Regions from separate parts of the Mus musculus genome. Here region 2 is linked to region 1. The links are chromatin contacts, called in public Hi-C maps. All regions are on one chromosome and are shown on one strand. The core of a region is the stretch at or near the end of the contact, and the rest is flanking DNA. Distances in the headings are between cores, read along the strand shown. Region 1 holds the start of Vamp3 (vesicle-associated membrane protein 3). Region 2 holds the start of Rer1 (retention in endoplasmic reticulum sorting receptor 1).

What was found. A called contact is a pair of places that touch in the nucleus more often than the background predicts.
Region 2: a Hi-C map of B cells shows a contact between it and region 1, with 5 read pairs. The contact joins the promoter of Rer1 here to the promoter of Vamp3 in region 1.

What each region holds. Positions count from the first base shown.
Region 1 is chr4:151,056,348-151,059,711 of GRCm38.p6, forward strand. Vamp3 (vesicle-associated membrane protein 3) reads right to left here and starts at 1,606. Exons shown (of 5, transcript NM_009498.4): 1 at 1,527-1,606. The coding sequence starts at 1,528. Gm38529 reads left to right here. Exons shown (of 2, transcript XM_017320565.2): 2 at 1-2,709. The coding sequence starts at 1,094. The coding sequence ends at 1,663. Camta1 (calmodulin binding transcription activator 1) reads right to left here. Exons shown (of 24, transcript NM_001081557.3): 24 at 3,176-3,364.
Region 2 is chr4:155,084,795-155,088,091 of GRCm38.p6, forward strand. Rer1 (retention in endoplasmic reticulum sorting receptor 1) reads right to left here and starts at 1,559. Exons shown (of 7, transcript NM_026395.2): 1 at 1,411-1,559. It overlaps Morn1 (MORN repeat containing 1), which reads left to right and starts at 1,783. Exons shown (of 14, transcript NM_001081100.1): 1 at 1,783-1,887; 2 at 2,627-2,698. The coding sequence starts at 1,812.

The DNA of each region.
Region 1 (3,364 bases), core at 356-2,855:
CATGAGAGTCTTGGAAGCCTGAGGGCCAGCTCACCTGATACATGCAGCACTGAACAAGAGATAGTGTCTCCAATAAGGTGGAAAGCCAGGACTGACATGTGAGGTTGTTCTCTGCTCTCAAGTGTCCTTTGCTCTCAAGTATACCATGGCCTGTTTGTGTGTATAAACTGTTATGGTGGGACGCAGTCTTAACTCCTTACACTGCAGTTATTTCTTAAAAGTCCCAAGGTAAAAAATAAAGGCACTAATATGTTTTTATAACCCCTCAATAATTCTTAAGACTGTATCACTTGATAGTGATAAAAGTCTGAAACAAATATTTAACAAGATCTGTTCTATGTCAATAAAGTGTGGGTTTTTTTTTTTTTTAAACTTGCTTTAAGACACACAGATGTTTAAAGTAGACTCCTGATCTTTTTGTTGTGGCTGATAATTAGGAACAATCACAGAACAGACAATATGAAGAAATAGGTTCAAAGTGCATGGAGGGGGTCTGTATGAACGGGAAGGAGGCTGAAGCAACTGTCTCTGTTGGAAAGTCATTCATCTCTCATAGGTTCAGTGAGTCTGGATTTTCACTCATCCCCACTTTTCACAAGTACTCTGGTTTTTAAGTCCTTATTGCCTCCATTAAACTCTTGTATCTAAAACAGCTTCCAATTTTTGCCTTCCTACACAACTGTCACTCTAGGGTTGACTCACAGCACTTTTTAAAGTTTGCACTGTGTCTACCACCAAGGACACATCACTGATGGCTGTCTCACATAACTCAGGGTCCGAAAATTAAACAGGTAAGGACCGTGCTCTGGAAGCACTATCCATGTTATTTATTTTTTCTCTCTTTAAAGTCTAATATCACTAAAGAGGATACTACGATCCTTCCCATCTTATTAAAACTTAGGCTGAACATGCGGCTGGCTGAACTGAACCAATTTAATCCTCTTGAGTGTGGACCGGACACTGCCATTTGCTCAGCAGTCTGACCAGGTACATCTTAAGTGGTGACAACAATTCTGGCTGAAGGTTGCAATTAGAAACCAATTTTAAAACCAGAGTGTGCTGGCTTAAAACGGAAGAGAAACCCATTGCCCAGATGCGTCGGGAGCGCCAAACGCTGGCCTACGACGGGCTCCCGGCCACCTCAGGTCTCCCGCTCCTGCCGGGCGCACCCCGCGCACAGAGTGAGCGTTCACGCTCGCTCCCGCCCCTCGCGAGGAAGGAGCCGCGGGGTGTGGCGGCCGCTTCCTCGGTCAGGCGGTGTCCCCACCCCCGTCCTTCCGCGTCTGCCCGCCGTCCGCGGGGCACTCGGGGACGTCGCGGCGCCACGACTCGTCCCGCAGCGTCCGGGGACAGGGTGCACCGCGGGGCCGCTGCCCACCTCAGGCCCCGGGACTCCGCGCGTAGGCCTGCGAGGCCTCCACTCGAGTCCGAGTGTCAAGCAGCGGCCACCGCGCCTGAAGCGGGTCGCAGGAGTGGGCCACCATCCCCGGAGCCCGCCTCGCCTCTCAGCGCAGCGCGTCACTCACATTTTGGCGGCGGTGGCGGCGGCGAATGGCCGAGGGTCGACGGACTCGCGCTGCAGGCAACCGAGGCTGAGGAGATGGGCGGGGCCGTGGTGACGTCACGAGCGGTGGCCGGACCGGAACCCGCGACGCGCTCTTAGTCGCCAGGGGCGCGCCGGAAATGGGCGGGATAGGAATCGAGCCGGGCGCAGCGCGGGCTGTCACCTCGGAGCAGAGCGGAGTGGGAGGGGCCAGAGCTTGCGCTGAAGTAGCGCCGGCGCTGACGAGTGGGCGGGCGTTCTCGGTGGACAAGTGGGCGGGGCTAGAGCGCGGCGCCTGCGCCTTTGGGCTGGGCTCTTCGCCGCCAAGGAATCACAGCAGCTCCCTGCAGTGTCTCTGCTGCCCTGTCTCTAGCCCTGGAAAGGCAGTTTAGAGTGAGAATGGGTACGTTTTACATTACTGTGAGCCCGCATACCTTGTCTCTCATGTTAGAAACAGCGGACGTGCCTAACGTTCCAGAATAATCTAGTGGTCCTGAGGAGACAAAGTTCTTTTCTGAGAAAGAGGCAGTAGGAAGTCCATGTGGAGTCTTGGCCACAGGATTTGGGAGAAGTCTCCTCTCAGGTTCTCACATGACAAATATTTGCCATTGCACGGATATTAAATCCCTAAAGGGAGCCTTGGCTTAGAGAACTGTAAGGTTCTTCATTTCTGTAATTCCCTGGCCCTTGCGGAGACGACACTCAATTTTTGTTCAACGGGGGTGAGTAGTTATGTGGAAAAGAATCCCAACAAGGTCTAAAACAGACTAAATAAACTCCGTTGGTGGATTCACTCAATGAAATACACTAAGGTATTTTTCCACTTCAGCATGGTAACTCCCAAAGGTGTGTGTTGCAATTAAAGAGCGCCACACCAGTGGGTACTAGGTTGAGTAGTAGTTATAAAAACCATTCTGGATAGGAGGAAATGGAGAGTGTGGGGCCGGGCTTAAACAGTGAACAGAAAATGCAGTGGGCTCCTGGTGGGAGGTTCAGAGTGTGAAACTGGCACTAGTTCTGAGGTAGATCAGAAGTGAAGTCCTACCAGAGAGATAACAGAACTCTACAGCCAAGAGGACTGGAACAGTGACGAAGAATACCTAGCAGGGAGGCCTTGTGAGGTAAGCTGGAAAGGGTCTTAAAAAAAAAAAAAACACACACAAAAACCACACACACACAACCCAGCCAACTACCTAGTAGAGCTAAAGAGTGTACTTAGTTGGCAGAGTGCTTGTCTAATATGCAGCCCTGGGTTTGATCCCCAGAACCACGTAGACCCAGGCTGTTAGCACACCCATAATCGCAACGAAAGCTTTTAGGTAAAAGGTTAAGAGGTTCAATGTCACCCTTAAGCTTAAGCGTTGGGAATTCATGGGTACTCTGAGCTACATGAGAAAGGTTAATTTAAAATTGAGATCCTTATCTTCCAAGTAACTGCATTTAAAATAAATCGATGTGTTAAGGAACCAGGCAAGGTAGGTAGAAAGGAAGTGCTTTGGGAAAGTGGCTCTAAGTGAAAGGCTGGGTGGGAGAACACTGCATGTGGAAAGTAAAATAATACTTCCAGTTCTAACTATGACCTCACTGTCAACACCTTGGATTTCAGATCAGGTTAAAGCAAAACACAGATAATATGGGGAAATTTTCTTCATTTTTAATTTACAGCAGAAAGAATATAAAGCATTCAGAAAACATTTTCCATATTTTTAAGGGCAATTCAAAACATTTTGCATGGTTTCCAGCAGCTGAGTTCTTCAACAGATCCATTGACTCAATGATGCTTTACATGCACAATTACAAAAATAAAACTTACAAAAAAGG
Region 2 (3,297 bases), core at 309-2,808, 4.0 Mb after region 1:
TCAGACTAAAGGTCAGAGAGGCCCTCCATGCTGTCCACAATGACCACCGTTTCCACGTTTCCATGTCACGTCACTGTTTGCATTTTCTGTAACAACTGTTTTCCAATCCCTTTCTAGTAATCTCTCAATCTCCTCTCACCGGAATGCACGCTCCTCCCTGAGGGACCTTGATTTGTTTTAGGATGGGCCTCACGACCTACAGTGCTTGTCACATATCTACTGAAATTGCTCTATGCTCTGTCACAAAAAAAAAAAAAACAAGACAAAAACTGTTCTAAGGGGGACAAGTACCACACACAGAACATTACCCCCGTGTTCTGGAGCCCATCATTTGTCTAGTTTCTGCAATCCATCACTCCTAAATTAGTAATACACCACAGAGAAGAAAGCGCTCTGCACAGCATCTGGGGGTCGCTGCCTCTTGCACCTGCATGCCTCAAGAGTTGTTCCCTGTCAACCCTTCCAGACCCTGCCCCTCTGAGTCCTTCCCTCTCTGGGCCCCTCTCACCTTTGGGGGTGGGGTGGGAAATGATCATCTTGGATCATCCCCAGCCCTTTCTCTATGTTCTACCTCCACCGCAACCAGTTCCCCAACACACAACCTGGATCTAAGGGGCTGAGTATGGGTTTACTGATGCTCTTCTGAGCACCTTAATGAGGGTTAAAAAAAAAAAAAAAACTCACATCAAAAAAACAGGCAGTTCCAAGACGTATAACTAGTCTCTAAGTCTTCCCCCCGCCCCCAACAGGGTTGCTCCATGTAGACCAGGCTAGCCTCAAACTCACAGCCTCTGCCTCACATAAAGGCGTGCACCACCACCTCCTGGATAGTATCTGTTATTAAGAACTAAGAAAGAAAAGCCACTGGGGGTTCTCAATGTGGAAGTATGAAGCCCTCTTGCACTGATACCCTGCTAAGGGAGACAATGTAGCCTTATCTGCTCCACGCTGGAAGTACAGCCTGGAGGGCTGGACATTTTACTGCCTTAATGTCACCATATAATCTAGACCCATTTAACCAGCACCCCTTCGATCCATTCAGTAACTGTCTTCGCGCTCGGGCTTAATTCCTACACGTGTGCCCCGAAACTGAACACGGTAGTGGGGTAGCAAGAGGACACCTAACACATGCCGCCTGGATCTGTGCAGGCAACAACAGGCCACCTTCCTCCACGACCTGGGGCCGGGGGGTCGGGGCGGCGCGCGAGCCGCGGCGGGCAGCGCTCAGCAGTCCCCTCGCGCACCCCTCTCGGAGATCGGCCCGCCCCTGGCAACCCCTCGCCAGGCTCAAAGGCGCTGCCCGGCCCCGCCCGCCCGCCGCCCGCCGGCTCGCCCGTGGCCTTGACAGCCCAGAGGAAGGCGGTGGTGTGCCGCCCGACCAGGTCCGCGCCACCAGCCCACCCCCAGCACCTCGCAGCTCCGGTGCAGCCGAGCCGCGGTCTCCCTCACGGCTGCGGAAGGAGGATGGCGGGCAGGGCGGCCGCCAGAGCTCGGCTCCGGATCCGGGAAGCTGCACAGGCACTTCCGTTCCGTCCCGCGGCGCCTCCAGCCGCCAAGATGGCCGCGGGGCGGGGCCCAAGCTCCAACCATTTCCGCTTCCGGTATGGACGCAGAGGCCGTTGGCGGGAGCGCTTCCCGGCGGAAGGACGGGGTTGGCGGAAACGTGCCGTGGTGCACAGGCGCATTGACGTCCTCAGGCTCCGGATCCGGCGCCGCTGCTTCGGATGTTATGGTCTCCTGGCCACGCCCCATGGCAACCGGAGGCCAATGGAAGGCAGCTTTATGGTTGCTAGGGAAACTTTGGCGGCAAGATGGAGGCAGCTGGCGATCCCTACCAGGCTTCGCTCCAGCCGCGTCGGCACTCGCCGAGACTGCCGCCGCGAAACGGTACGGGCTGCGTCTCCCCGCTGGAGCTCCGTCGCGTTCGCGTGCTCCACAGGCGTGGTCCAGGCTGCAGGCTCACGGCCAGCCGACCCTGCGTCAGGGGGGGCAGGTAGAGCTGAGGTCAGGCTGGCTGGGTGAGCACACGAGGTTCGCCCAATGCAGTCTGATGAAAAGTTGTTCTAAAACCGGAGAAACAGGATCGATATGAGGTCAGAGTCCATGCTAGTGCCACTGTCTTCCCGTCCCAGGCTGCGACTTGCTGGCAAGAAAGCAGTGGGGTTGCTTATCCATCTCAGGAACTGAGAGATGGGTGTTGGGTGTGATGTCTCAGAGCTGGCTGCGTGATAAAAGATGAGGCAGCCAGGAGTAATTAGGAGTGAGTGTGGATTTTTGTCCCGTGGGGACAGGAGGATAGTGACGGTCCTGGCAGGGTGGGCTCTTTGCTGTATCCTCACGGAGCTTGTTGACTGCTTCCGTGCCCTCACCGCCTCCTCTTAAAGAGCCTACAATCAGCTTTTGTCTTAGCCCTCCTCTGGCCAGGCCTGCCTTTCCCTCAGTACTATCCATGTAACAAAACCCAAGCAAGGGAGAGGGAGCACCCATCTTGAGCAATTAACCATCCTGTCATGTTCAAGAGACTGATGAGAAATGACCTGCAGACTACTCCAGACCCTGAGCTGCCCCATCTCTGTGTCTGTTGATGGCAAACCATTGCTATGTTCATCTTCTTTTCCGAACACAGGCTATGGCGTATATGTATACCCAAATTCTTTCTTCCGCTATGAAGGAGAATGGAAGGGAGGCAAGAAACACGGTAAGAAGCCTGTGATCATTGCAGAGCTCATTCCAGAGCCAGATTCCTGAGAAAAGGTGTGGGAGGCAGTCAGTCTTGTACCAAGCATAGCCTGGTACTGCGCCTGCACACTGGGACTACCACTTGGACCCAGTCATGGTGGAACCAATGTAAGACCAATTCTTGTAGGCTTGGAGGTCATCACATGCTGGTGGGTGGTGGAACTATTGGTGGGAGGGAAAGAGTGGGGCAGTAGACCCAGAGTGTCACACACAAACACCATCATGGCGTCCTGCATGCTTGTTATTGGACATCCAGGCCTCTAATCATCAGCCTTAGTGTCTCTGTATTCAAAAAAAAAAAAAAAAAAAAAAAAGGTAAACATGGGCACGAAAGAACCCTGTTCTCTCGTGTCTGTGAGCATTCCAGTTTATAGAATATACCACCAGACAAAGGCCAGGCGATGTGGAGGTTTTGCTGTGAGACATTATTGAATCTGTTGATTCCTGGGGAAAGGCAGCTGTGTTCTTAATAGGCTGCCTCCTGTTGCCTCTCTTACAACATGGAGGCTCTGCTGTGTTTTCCCAAGCTAGAGTTAATGGAAGCGAGGTATCAGGCTT